Linked DNA regions of Mus musculus: all the other regions are linked to region 3. Evidence: chromatin contacts called from public HiChIP or PLAC-seq and promoter capture Hi-C data. All regions are on one chromosome and are shown on one strand. The core of a region is the stretch at or near the end of the contact, and the rest is flanking DNA. Distances in the headings are between cores, read along the strand shown. Region 1 has its middle 12 kb from the start of Gm33819. Region 2 has its middle 48 kb from the start of Gm9733. Region 3 holds the start of Car2 (carbonic anhydrase 2). Region 4 has its middle 99 kb from the start of Slc7a12.

Region 1 (3,429 bases), core at 189-2,688, 280 kb after region 3:
TGTGGTTCTTTGTGTAGTGTTGAAGTCTCCTAGACTGCTCCCATCCATGTTAGTATATTTATAGTTGTTCATAATAAAATATACATGGTTCTGAAGGAACCCAGACAGAGCATATGCAGCTGCAAGATGATCCAAGTGGGAGCATTTCAGGGGCAACAGATGTCCTGCTTGGTGTTCCCCAAGTGGGTCTGTGGTATTCCTCTAGCCTTGCTTTATCTGTATCAAATGTGGAGATCAGTTGTGTTCAGCATCAGAGAGGGAGCATGTCGGGTGAATCAATGGAGGGCAAAGTCACAACAGGAAATGAGGTGTGAGTAGGTTGCAAGTTCAATGTCAGAATGATTTGTTCCTTTCAAGGAGGAAGCAAAAGAAAAATTCTTTTGGTAATAATGGCTTTCAGCTTATTGATTTGTAAGATCTTGAATGAGTTACCAAGTTATAGGCAGTCTTGAATGAGTTACCAAGTTATTGGGAGTTCCAGTGAAAAGAATTAAGGATTAATATGATTAAATATATTACTCATACATTTTCATCAACAAATATAAAATAAGTCAGTCAGCCTTTCAGGCCTGGCCAGTCCTGTGGAGAGTCTAATTTGAACTGTGTTTGTGAATCACTTAGCAATTACCAAATTATTTTAATTTTCTAATGTGTTCATGCTTTAAGGCTCTTTCACAAAGGAGACTATTTAGAATTACCTCCCCAAATCAATTTAGTTAATCTCAACAGAGACTGGTATTGGGAAATAACCTAGTTTCTCATCTACCAGCCAGTCTCAGGTTCTGTGGTCTCCTGTGTCCTTGTTGTTTTGTGAGAGCTCACAATGACAGCATTCTCCAATATGACATATTGAAAAGAATCCATCGACTTCCTCATAGGGAATTAAAGCAAACATACGGTGAGAAGCCCCAGGAAGACCTTAAGAGGTAGAACATCTGGAACAGCTAGCGTTATTACTTACAACTTCTCATCAAGAAAACAGTAACCAAAATATTTCTTCCCATGAGTTTTCAATCAGGGATTTTATAAACTTCAGTTTATTTGTCATAATAAGTAAAATGAAAGCTGTATTTCTCCTAAAGTTAATTTTTACATGAAATACAAATAAACCTGGAAAATCACTGGTTGCTAAGCCTCAGTAAAAACTTTAGTACAAAGGGCTTAATGCAAGCGCAAGAGTGATTTTGCCATCTCTGTAGTTCGTTCACCAGTCTAGTGATGACCAAATTATGTGATCAATCAAATTTCATGATATACTTTAAATTCTCCAAGACTCAGTGATAATATAAATGATATCAAGTCATGTACTTTATCACCTGTAGATGTCCATATTCCCTGTGTTTGGAGATTCATGAGAATTGACTAAGAAGGATGTTAGACAGTTGCACTGTGTGACTAAGGATGTAGAGTTTTAGTTCTGCAGAGGTGTATCTGAGAGAAATAGGTCAAGTACTTTACAAACAGCATGGGTGGGATTTTTTTTTTAGCATGGGACTATTCTCCATATTCATAGACATGTTCCAAATATTTCTGCTTCTCAAACTTTAGATTATGAATCTTATCAACAGAATGAAGGCCTGAAGATTTCTCTTTCAAGTAGGCAACAAGCTAGGTTAGGGACAAATTTCCCAGTTGAAACAAAATAATGCATAAAATTAAAAACTATTTTAAGGAGTACATTATTTGATCAAACAGACATCACCAAATCATAACCTAAGAGATAATGGAAATAGAGAAGCAAGTAGAACAGCTTTAAGGATACTTGCTGAGCCCAGCAAGCACGGATTTATAGGATTAAAAGACAACAACATTTTATGCTAAAAATATACCAGCATTATTCCTTTACCAGCTCCCTCAGGATAGCAGCATCACGTACCCACAAACCCACACACAGAAGCATAGACAGACCCAGATACATGGACACACACACACAAAACATGCACATATACACACAGACATACATAGACTCACAGACACACACACAGAGACATATACACACAGACACACACAAATACAGACATACACACACATACACATAGACACGGACAGACACACAGACATACAAACCCACACAAGCACAGACACACAAACAAATGTAGATACACACACACAAAGACACAGAGATACGAACAGATACATACCCAGATATACATATACACAAACACAGACAGACAGATACAAACAGACACAGACATAAACATACCCACACAGAAACACACACACACACAGAGCTAGACACACAAACAAGGACACACAGACACTCACAAGCACAGACACACAAACAAATGTAGACACACACATAAACTCACAAAGGCACAAACAGATATAGACCCAGTTATACATATACACAGACACAGAGAGAGACAGACACACAGACACACAAACAGACACAGGCACACACAGACACACAGATACACACACACACACACTCTCTCTCTCTCTCTCTCCGCCCTCCCCTTTCATAGAATTGTAGGAGAGGATATTATGGCACTGAGTAAGTGAAGAGAATGAGGCAGAAAAACAATCTTCAAAAAGCTGTGGTCACCACTTCATAATCCTGGTATAGAGAATCTAATTCTATTGAGTCAAACAATCATAACAAGTAATTTGCAAGAGCAGAGAGTAATACACAATAAAAAATCTGATTGTCATCTCTTTACTAAACCAGCACAATTCTAACTACCTTCTAAACATTTGTCCTTCTCCTCACAGATAATTACAGCCCTCTGCCCTCTTCCTCTAATAAAGACAATTTCTCTTTTCAACAGATGGAGACAAATATAGAAGTTCATATAAGATCAAAAATGGAGAGTTGCAGAATGAAATCCCAGAAGATCCACATCTAACACAGCTCCTAGACCACAGGCTCAGGGATCACCATGGAAGACGAAAGATTTTAAGAGCCAGAGGAACAGAGATGAAAGAATTTAAGAGCCAGAGGAACAGAGAGTTTGTTAGAGAGGCTGTACCCACAGAATTTCACTATGACTGCCTGAAAAAGGACAGCACTAAGGACATCCTAATGAGGAAGGGAGGAAGCTCAAGAGGCCTTAACAAAGAACTACAGGCAACTAAGAAATACTGAGAACAGGAGAAATAATCTTCTCCAGGGAAGATCATACCAATTAGTTATCCAATGTCAAATGGCCAGCCCTAAAATCATAGCTATGAAGTTAGAAGAGAGAATGGGAGAAGGAGGAGAATTTAGAGGAAAGAAACTGGAGGAGTAAATGATATAATTATGTTACAATCTCAAAAAATAAATTAAAAACTCTGGTTGTTACTGTATCATTGCATGCTTTCTGTTTGCTTTAACATACTTGCCTTATTGCCTTATTCTGTTCGCAGAATTGGAAAATAGCTTGCTGATTGCTGTCTATAACCACGCTCAGGTTAAGAGAATATTTCAGAAGAGGGGGCATGTGAGAA
Region 2 (3,107 bases), core at 461-2,960, 400 kb after region 3:
TTGACACTGGACCAACTCTTATAGCCACAATCCTGGCCAAAAGGCACATGCCTTCTGGGGGACAGCTGCTACATTCGAGGGTGAATTAGTTTATGTAAGGATGTTATCATTTCTCTACCTGAGTTTGGTGTGGAAAGTCTTCTCACAACCCCACAATGGAGATAAACAGGGAGAGTAGGTTCATCCTGAATCCATATATATCATATATATGGGCAGTGAATTTCCAGGTAATGCAATGTGCATGAGACCCCAACCAGCAAGTGATGCAGATAGGATGTAATTCATAGCTTATTAGTGATACTAGCCTTTTCTGCCATGCCATTCGTTATAATGAATGGTGATCTTGATGATAATGTAGGTGGAAGGAGTGCCACTATGTATCATATCTTTGTTATTTCATTTTTTATAAGCATGTTCTATGGGAGAGAGGTTACTTCTTCCCTTAGAGAAGAAGACCCTGAGGTTCATAAAGAGCACTGGACTTGTGAGATGGTAAGAAATAGGTAAGAGATCACTACAGCACTCTCCCTCATTAATTAACACAGCATACATGCAATTATTTCTGCATAGCGTATTCTCTGAGCAGCAGCCACAGAATAGAACTGCCTCCTGCATACAGTCTCAAAAATGTGAAGAAGAATTAAATAAATGAGTTTCTTCAGGCGCCTGAGGCCCCTGGAACAAAGCCTGTTATGCCCAAAGCTACCTAAAGTAGACATTTGGCAGAGAATACCTCATGTCTGATTGGGGGTGTGCATGGGGGGAAGTAGAGTGATATAAGTGGCAGGGCTCAGTGTAAGGATAGTTGGTTTCTGTGGGAAATGAAACGGAGGGCACAGAACATGGCCTCTGAGACAGGTCAAGCAAGATGAAACAGTCTCTGTTTCAGTCTCAATATCATCTGTAGCATGGTGTTGATCAGAGATCCTTAAGAAGGAAAGCCTGGGCCTCCGTGTATTACCTGCCATAGCAAGACACCAAAAACCAGTCAGCATATCATGGTTGTAATAAGGCAGATAACTTGTTCAACCTGACCCTTAGTTTCTATTTCTACAGAATGTGGTTCCAGTGCCCACTTTTCCAGAGTGCTATGACTACCCAAGTGCTAAGACTGTGGCATCAGGAAGCCATGGAATGAGAAAAACCTTACTCTCTGCGGACTCCTCAGTTTCCTTTCTATGATGATGACAGCCATTGTCCCTGCTAGGTATTTCTTGAGGAAAGAGAAACCATACACATACTATAATGGTAATATCAGGGTCATAAGAGCATCAGATTTGTAGTAGTTTTCGGGAGAGAGGAAGGAATGCCTAGATATACATCCAGGCATTGCTACTCTTTGTCAAGTACCCAGAAAAGACCTTCTACACAGGGCCCACACTTGATACCTACTTCCTGCTAGCACAGTATATAGATCGGCTCTACAGAAGTAGTAAAGTTATACAACATACTGACCTTTAGGAAAGGTTTATCACTGTGAACTGTGTTACTAAGGGGGCATGTGATGTTGTACTTTTCACTTTCCCTCTCTAGGCCTTAGATATTAATGAAGTTTAGTTGAGATTTGTTGGAGACATGCCACATTAAGCTTGAGATGCCTAGGACCCCTGATGACGAGGAAAAAAAAACTGCTGGGGGTACTGTGTCTCAGAACATGAGGTATGGCCTCTTCTGGGTGCCAGTATGAGCACTGAGAGGCCCTTGTCGCAGGTACCTCGTGATGTTTTTCCTGCAACCATTATTAGTACGTATCATTCTCCTTATCTATTTACTGTTCCTTCTCTTTCCTTCTTCCTTCATTATTTGGTGACCTGGCAAGACCTAGTAGGAGGCTGCTTAATATCCAAAAACTAGATGTTACTGATAGTATTAAAGTGAAATTTGTTCATGAATTTGAGAGAAATGTGTGTTACAGTCACTCGCTCGAGATGGAAATGAAAGTAACCTAGAGCTGCGGGCAGAGATGAGTAAATCTGCAGCTGTTCCCCCAGTCTTAGTCTCAGTTCTGCATATTAAAAACAGGACATTTTTTATTACAAAACTGAGGATGGAATAGCATACAAATATTTCCCAGAAAGTCAGCAATGGCTTCCTTGGGTTCAGGGAGGATGATAGTAGCCCTGTAGGAATTCTCCATACAGGTCAAGTGAGAATGTTTTTCTAGATAGACAGGTAGAGAGTCCTGAAGACTGCAAGGTTATCAGGATGACCTCATTTTTGCCCTTTTATAAAACAATACTGTCCCACACATGTCTGAAGATACTGACTGCAACTGCAATACCGCTGCCCCCCACCCCAACCTCACTGGGGACTAGTGGTTGGGGAAATATATATAAAAAAAAGTGCTTCCTGCAAAACTTGTGTTTGAGATTTTATGGTTCCCTTTTTTCTGTTCTAAATCTGTACTACTCTGTATCACAAGAAAATATTGGCACAAGAAAATAGAGAAGCATTTACCCACCGCACCAGTGAACGTTGTAACCCAACCTCCTTTTGTGATTTCAATAAAAGACTGAGGCTGAGTCACATCTATATGAGTATTCTGACTCCTGAGTTCAGAAAGATCTCATGGAAATGAACAAGCCTGTCAGCTTCTCAGTCAATGTGTTTTGTTATTTACCTATCAGGTATCTCTAGTCTTTGATTACCCCCAACTCTTATTGAGACTAAACCCTGGCAAAGATTGCTGGCTGTTTACCTGGCTATCTTTAGAATTACCTACCAAACTGAAAGAAATCTTGGCTCCAGATTCCTTTAATTGTTTTGATATGGGTATTGGCATCTGAAATACCAAGTATAGGCTTTAAAACAACCAAAAATATTTGTGATTTTTCCCTTGATAGAAATGTTAGAACAGCAAGCTGGCATATAACAGTCTCTTATGCGTCAGAATAGCGGGTCTCAGTATGCTGCACACAACTTTCTAAAGCCTAAGTGATGTGCCAAGGACACCTCTCAAGGAGGAAACCCAGGGTCCCTAAGGTCAAACCAAGGGAGTGCCTAAACAGAGAATTCACAAAGAGGAATCTCCCATGGCAGAGTAGCACTTAAAGAAATATTCAAAGTCCTTAATGATCAGGGAAATGCAGATAAAAATGATGCTGAGA
Region 3 (3,238 bases), core at 735-3,234:
GCATTGTGTTTTATACAGCTCTGTTTAGGATAAACTTCAAAGCCGTAATTTTCTGATGGCTTCAGGTGGCAGGTGATTAATGTGCACTCACTAACTTAATTCTTACAACAGTCCTAACTGGGTGTAATTATTCTCACTTCCCACATGAGCAAGCAACAGCAAATTAGGATGATGGTTTACAAACTGATGATTAAATAGTTCTATCAGCTTAGAAAACTGCATCATAGACAGTAGGCTAGGGACATGTCTACATACAGGACTCTAGGAGTCCTAAGAAGTGAATGGCTGTTAGTCTCACTAAAAACTTAATACTTTAATGACTATGAAACTATCTACTTATTTCATTAATTATTGAATAAATCATATATTTCTTTGTAAAATATATTAACTAGCTAGATTTAGTGTAAATCAAATGCTTTGTCATTTTGTTTTAAAATTTTGTTCTGATTTATCTCAAAGACTTTTTGTTATCATAATTGGAACATGTCTTAGTAACTTTATATGTTTTTTTTCTGATTATGTTATATATACCCATATATATGAATATATGTGTGTATATGTACATATGAATATGTATATGTACATATGAATATACATACATATATACATAAATTTCCCCCACCTCCTGGGTTAGAAGGAAGTACATTTCTTCCCTCTAAAAACATGAATACATAAGCATTGGTTTTATTTTTACAAGCCCAGTGTTACTATCTGGCAGCCAGTGAATGACTGCCTGGGAGGAATGTCCCCAGTACAGCAGAGCTAGACAGTGACTGATCCACATGATACTATGAAGTCATCTCCATCATGAAGACCTGACAGAAAGAAAATGCCTACAGCCTCTGTAATTTGAAAAGAAAATGAATATGAGATATAATACCTGATGCTCTCTTGACTGTCCAAAGGTGGGCAAGGAGACTCCCTAGCAGGAGCCTGGCTCCCACTAAAACGTACCAGACAGGATGAGGATTCCCGTAGCTGCAACCAGAATTGGTGGGGTCTGAAGCCTTGAGAAGCACTTCATCAAAATCTGTTCTTATTCCACGCACGGTAGTAATGGAACAGGAAATGGGAAACCCCTAGCAAATTGTGCATCTCTAGTGTCACAGATGCAAGGGACTATTTGTGAATTGCACTTTGTAATGGTCCTATAAAACATTCTTCATCAAAAATTTCTTTTGACATCAACCTGAAGAGTCTTGTATAGAGAAGACCATAATTTTCTGAGTCTTAGTATAAGAACAAGGAGATCTACATGTGCATCATCTTTGTGTGGCACTGGGTGAAATAAAGGCACATGATGAGTCTGAGAACACTTAAAATGTAGTCAGATATTTTTCATTATACTTACACATAGATTCTAATATATAGGTAATGTGATGTCTAGGTGCCTCCATAGAAACACAAAAAAACTGTACCCTTCTCAATTTGAATTCTAAATAATATGGCCTCAGGTCCACAATAGATTCAATACAAAAAAATTGTTCTCAAAGTCAAATAAGAAAAAAAGTGTTAGGTGAAGAGAAATGTTTAAATAAAAATACACAAAAAGAACATTGAAAGGTGTGTCCCCGGGACACCCACGGTCCCTGGGAAGCCATACAGCTACCTTTCTTTTCTATTTTTTAAGTTTTGTGTTTTTTGTTTTGTTTTGTTTTGGGGGGGGGGGGTTGGTTTCGGCTTGTCAAATACAAATTCCTTTGCCAGGAAGGGGAAGTTCTCATCTCCTTGGAAGACATTTTTAAAATCCAATTCCAAAAAGCAAAGCGATTTTTGAGAATTGTTGGTTATGTTACATCAACAGTTCGGTGCCTAGGGTTAATTTGTGGAGCAAGCGGGAAGCTGGAGGGCGCCCTGGCGGCAAAGCCGGGTCGTCTTCCCGCAGCCCGGCAGCAGGGGGCCCCCCCGCTTCCCGCTCCCGGCTCCAGGATCCCCGCTCCCGGAGCCTCTAGGACGCTCCCCGCCCAAGGTCAAACTCCGCAGCCGCGTGCGTGCGGGCCGCGGCCGGGTGGCCGGCTGGCCCGCCAGCTCTGGGAAGCGGAGCCCCGCTGTGCGGGCGGGTGACCAGGTCGGTGCTCACAATGGGGCTGGGGAGTAGGGGCGCCGGCCCGCGAGGCTGCGCAGCGCCGGGGCGAGCTGGAGAGCGCGCAGCTGCTGCAGAGCGGGTCGGACGCAGAAGCGGAGAGCAGCCGGAGGGCGCCCCGCCCCAAGCAAGGTGCGGGGGCCCTCGAACACCGAGGCCTCCGCCTGTCACCTCTGCCTGTCACCTCCGTCCGCCACCTCCACGGTCTCCTCCCCTTGCTCAGGTCCACTCGGTCCCTCCCCTGGGCCGCCCAGAGCACCAAGTTGGCGGGAGCCTATAAAAGCCGGACGGTGCGACCCGCGACACACACTGCAGGACCGCTAGACGGACGACAACTTCTGCTCTGCCCCAATCACCGGCGTGACCATGTCCCACCACTGGGGATACAGCAAGCACAACGGTGAGTGGGGAGGCCGCGCGCTCCGGGCCGCGCGCTCCGGGTCTCGGCTCAGGCACCTGCCTCGCTCCGCAGATCCCGGAGCGCAGCTTGGATGCCGGGTCTCCGCTCTGGTACGTCCCTGGCGCCCGACTCAGAGCGCTCTCTAGGATCTGATCTCAAACTTGCTTGGCCGCGCACAGGGGTTGGGAGGGATAACCCAACGCAACACCCGACGACAATACCTATCGGGACCACAGCCGGTCACCCAAGGCTAACCTAGGCAGAATCGAGCAAGGGTTGTAACTAACATTTTACTTGTGTGTAGCAGAAAGGTTAAGGGGAAACACTTGTCCCCTTCACGTCTGTATCTGCTGCACTGTGGCTAAGATTCCCAGCGCACTTTGTTGTGGCATCTTCTGGAGCCCGTTTGGGTCTAATTGCGAGTTTTCCATGCATCTTTCAACTTCTAGTGTTAGAAGGTCAATCGCAGATACCTAGACGTCTTCCAGATCAAAGGCCTTGGTATATGACGCCATCTGAGGGGAAAAGAAGGTGCACTGGCTTGTGGTTGTGTGAACTTCCCAGCAAAGATAGTTCTAAAGGAGGGGCCTGAGCCTGAGTTTTGGTCTATACGGTCTTTACTGTCACCTAGTGTGGCAGCACGAGGTTCTCAGACCTGTTATAATGCCTTAGAATCTATGTTCCAAACTCAGTCACAAGAGGGCTTATATCCCCAGTCAGACCACTCTGTTTTCAGTAGTTCTGTCTAGTATTAG
Region 4 (3,414 bases), core at 308-2,807, 500 kb before region 3:
ACACATGCCTGCTAAGTGCTCTTCCAGGAGCTACACTGAAAACTCCTCTTTCTTCTTCAACTAATAAAAAGGACCCTCAAGGCTTCAAGTATCTCTGTGGGGATGGGGTTAAAGAGGAGCGAGCCCAGTCAGACTGGAGGACAGCTGTTTTCAAAGCTTTGCAAGATGTTAGGTGAGAGAAGTCTAAACCTGTTCTCATGGACTCTGGAGAACAGAAACAGAAAGTTCAAATAAGTCCTCTCTACTCATAACAACTGGTTACAAACAGCTCCAGAAGTTCCTGTAACCATTAGTCCTAAGGCAAGTGAGCTGCAGAGGGAAGGGCTCCCTTGCTGTAAGACCAACTGGCAAGGCTGGCAAAGCTGGCATAGACTCCAAGGGCTCCAGTATGAGCATCATCTCAGGCAAGCACTTTTCAAATAGTTTCCCATGTCCCATCCCGACCTGATCAGAATCTATAGGGTGGATCTGGGATCTATTTTAAAAGCATCCCTCCACACCCTGCAATGGTTTTAGTAACAGGTGTGTGTGTGTGTGTGTGTGTGTGTGTGTGTGTGTGTGTGTGTGTGTGTGTTTGAAGGCAGGACCAGGGACTGGAGGAAGGGAGTTAGAACCATCCAATGACTGGTTCCCAAGGGTCTGTGTTCTATTTCTCAAACTACCCCCACCCTTACCAGGGCCTAAGGATGTTGGGGACTGTAGCTTCACAAAGTATGTACTCTTGATTTGGGGATTACTTAAACATCTAATAGCAACACACACACACACACACACACACACACACACATTTTTGTAGCAAGGTTATTCTGTAGCAAGATTGGCTTTGAACTCACGTTCTTCCTGCCTTAATCTCCAAACACATTCTCCCTCATCTCTGAAGACTGATGTCCCATGGAAGCCACCCTTTTAGATGACCCAGACTTGTGGTCTTGAAGGAAGACTGATGGAGCCACGACTTCCATCAGAACAGGCAGCTTTCTTCCACCACACCTAAACGGCCAGGACACTCATGCAACTGGGAGTCCTTTATGCCATTCTTTCCCCTACGGGCATCCTGGACCATGTCCAGGTCGCCCTTAAATGGAAAAAAAGGGGGACTCTGTCAGTTTCTCTCCTTTGGGTCATTCTTGTGCTTTGGTATGCCACAGGTCAGTGTTAGAGCACACCTCTTTCCGGGGACATTAGATGTGCTCGCGGAAGCACTGGGTCATCAACACCCACAGCAGAACGGGAGTAGCTAACAAAAATAACATGAAATTTAAAAAAGAAAAAGAAAAACGGAGTGGCTGCCTTTGGCCTTGACCCCACAGCGCCACCTGGTGTCGATCCGTACAGAGCAAACTCGACGCCTGCAAATCTCTGTGGCTCCCCACGCCCTACGCAATTACGGCCATCTGCTGGTACCCGAGCTTCACTGTGTATAAATAAATGATGTGTGAAGTCCCTTCTGCACTGCGTGATTGTGAGAAGGTCAATGGGGAAAAGTGAGACAGAGTACTAGGGCTGGCCTGATGGTACTGTGCTGGGCCTCCGCAGCCAGCAGAGGGCAGCCTGTCTCCACCTTTGGATCATGGTATTCTGTGTGTCCCGTCCAGGTAGGAGGATCCATTTGTGTTTATGGAATAAACCATTGTCCTCTGCGCACAAACCTCCCTGAGAATTTCCTGTAGGTCTTGAGCCATGTTTGAGAATTGTCAGGGCCACTTAGGGCTAACACTCTTTGATCTCCAGCTGTTGGGCAGGTGTTGTAGGTCCAATGTTGGAGCATTGCTGGCCTGATCCTCTGGCTAATAAAAGCATAAAACCTATTGGTTAAATTCCACTCACTGTTTTGAAAAACTCAGTGAGGGCGCATTTTCATGGATTGACACAGCATAGCTCTGGGTACAGTAGGTGTACCTAAGATGAACAACACTACAACCCTTCAGACAAGCCTATTTTCCAAGCCTGCTCTTCCGTACAGCTGGTTGTGAGGCCCTAGCAGAAAAGCAGATGGCTAGCTGCCTCTCCCCACCATACACACACACACACACACACACACACACACACACACACACACACACACACACACACTTCCAAGAAGTGAGATCTCTGGAGTTGATACAAAAAGTCCTCTAGCTGAATTTCTCTTTACAAGGGGCTTTGCAAAAGCTGAAGTGCTGAGTACATTGTCAGGACATAACTGAGCCTTTCAAAAGCCAAGTCCACAAAATCCCCGCATCCTGAGATGGGGTGGAGGGCAAATAGGGGAAGGTGGTGGCCTTTGATCATTTGGTTTCCTTAGAACCAATACCACAAAGTAAACAGACCTTAGAAAACTCCAGAGTGATTGCCTTTGGTTCATTTCAACTAGGCCTTGCCAAATCCAGCCCTGGCTCCCTGGGTCCCTAGGACCCCCACAGACAGATGAGGAAAGAGTTCAGTTCTAAATTGCTTTATTGATCAGATGATAAATCAGCTTCAACAGCCCATGCCTACAGCCCTTGCAGAGAATCGATGTACAGCCTTGTCCCTTCCGTCTTGGGGAGCATCAAGGCCCAGCCCTTCCCCTTCTCCCCTCTGCTCCTTACCTTGGGGCCTGGATGGGCTGGGCAAGATAATGAAGGTTACTAGAGAAAGATGGGGTGATAGGAGAAGGGTCTGTGTCTGCGCTGGAGAGGAATGAGGACGTGGGGTTCAGAGGAACCCTCAGGAGTGGCTAGAACACAGCTCTACCCTGGGCTATGCTGCATCAAAAAGTGTCCATCCCAGCTACCCGACCCAAGGTTAGACCCAGAATTGACTAATCCAAGATCTGGATGACTGATAAATGTAAATGCTTGTTCAGGAATTCATTAGGATCTTCCTTGCCCATCAAAGAGGGAACTTGATGCCTAAGGAGGTCAGGCAAACTCTAGACTTTGGGGTACTCTGACATGGGTTGCTCTCCATTCCTAAATGAAAAAAAAAATTCACTATTTCCACACTCAAAGGCAAGACGCCAGAGAAAGAGCTCTTTCTGATGGCCCCACAATTCTATCTGCACCTCCCTGCCTCTCATGGGGACTTCTCAGACTGAGATGCACCAAGAATCTCAGACTCCTACCCAGAGGAAACTCTCTGGAAGCCAATAAACCACAACCTTTTCTAGCCCAATAAACCCAGCTTTTCCTGCCTACACTGCTGGTTTGCTCTACTGGGCTCCAATGGCATGGGCTCAGGTGTCCTGGCCAATAGAGGGTGGACATTCAGCCTAGAAACAGAGGTCGATGGGGGTGAGGTGTGGAGTGAGGGACCTGGTCTCTGGAAAGGGGTGACTAGACAGATGTCTCCTAAAGGTAATGGTATCAAATGCCAGGCAGGAGGAAGCCCTTAGTGGGGAAGGAGTTCAGGCAGACCCCTAAACCAAAAGAAGCCAGATACCCAAACCCAAGT

Evidence for each region. Promoter capture Hi-C pulls out the DNA fragments that hold promoters and counts their contacts. HiChIP or PLAC-seq counts read pairs in DNA pulled down with a chosen protein or histone mark.
Region 1: a contact with region 3 is called in an H3K4me3 HiChIP or PLAC-seq map of the 230-238 cell line, with 56 read pairs. The contact joins the enhancer-like site here to the promoter of Car2 in region 3. A contact is called at or near these places in 6 of 39 promoter capture datasets (embryonic stem cells, neutrophils, stem cell-derived epiblast-like cells and 1 more), 2 of 15 datasets of contacts at CTCF or cohesin (CD8 T cells and the NIH/3T3 cell line), 18 of 484 Hi-C or Micro-C datasets (the 4T1 cell line, the 63-12 cell line, B cells and 14 more), 25 of 115 datasets of contacts at active chromatin or transcription factors (the 230-238 cell line, CD8 T cells, the HPC-7 cell line and 16 more) and 4 of 9 other capture datasets (adipose tissue, embryonic tail, liver and 1 more).
Region 2: a promoter capture Hi-C map of pre-B cells shows a contact between it and region 3, with 4 times the contacts expected there. The contact joins the enhancer-like site here to the promoter of Car2 in region 3. A contact is called at or near these places in 2 of 39 promoter capture datasets (hippocampal neurons and pre-B cells), 2 of 15 datasets of contacts at CTCF or cohesin (large pre-B cells and pro-B cells) and 3 of 115 datasets of contacts at active chromatin or transcription factors (the 230-238 cell line, bone marrow-derived macrophages and large pre-B cells).
Region 4: a contact with region 3 is called in an H3K4me3 HiChIP or PLAC-seq map of pro-B cells, with 6 times the contacts expected there. The contact joins the enhancer-like site here to the promoter of Car2 in region 3. A contact is called at or near these places in 3 of 39 promoter capture datasets (liver, pre-B cells and stem cell-derived epiblast-like cells), 3 of 15 datasets of contacts at CTCF or cohesin (embryonic stem cells, large pre-B cells and pro-B cells), 13 of 484 Hi-C or Micro-C datasets (B cells, the Ba/F3 cell line, the C2C12 cell line and 5 more) and 3 of 115 datasets of contacts at active chromatin or transcription factors (embryonic stem cells, large pre-B cells and pro-B cells).

The regions. Positions count from the first base shown.
Region 1 is chr3:15,167,588-15,171,016 of GRCm38.p6, forward strand. No RefSeq gene overlaps it. Among named protein-coding and RNA genes, the nearest start is that of Gm33819, 12 kb to the left of the region's middle. Within about 2 kb of position 1,439, at least 4 of the 459 cell types and tissues checked have an H3K27ac peak or open chromatin away from gene starts, as enhancers often do. A contact at or near this core is called in the 230-238 cell line and rod photoreceptor, where this site is marked.
Region 2 is chr3:15,282,656-15,285,762 of GRCm38.p6, forward strand. No RefSeq gene overlaps it. Among named protein-coding and RNA genes, the nearest start is that of Gm9733, 48 kb to the right of the region's middle. Within about 2 kb of position 1,711, at least 71 of the 459 cell types and tissues checked have an H3K27ac peak or open chromatin away from gene starts, as enhancers often do. A contact at or near this core is called in the 230-238 cell line, bone marrow-derived macrophages, pre-B cells and 1 more, where this site is marked.
Region 3 is chr3:14,884,304-14,887,541 of GRCm38.p6, forward strand. It overlaps Car2 (carbonic anhydrase 2), which reads left to right and starts at 1,985. Exons shown (of 7, transcript NM_009801.5): 1 at 1,985-2,483. The coding sequence starts at 2,450.
Region 4 is chr3:14,380,369-14,383,782 of GRCm38.p6, forward strand. No RefSeq gene overlaps it. Among named protein-coding and RNA genes, the nearest start is that of Slc7a12, 99 kb to the right of the region's middle. Within about 2 kb of position 1,558, at least 32 of the 459 cell types and tissues checked have an H3K27ac peak or open chromatin away from gene starts, as enhancers often do. A contact at or near this core is called in pro-B cells, where this site is marked.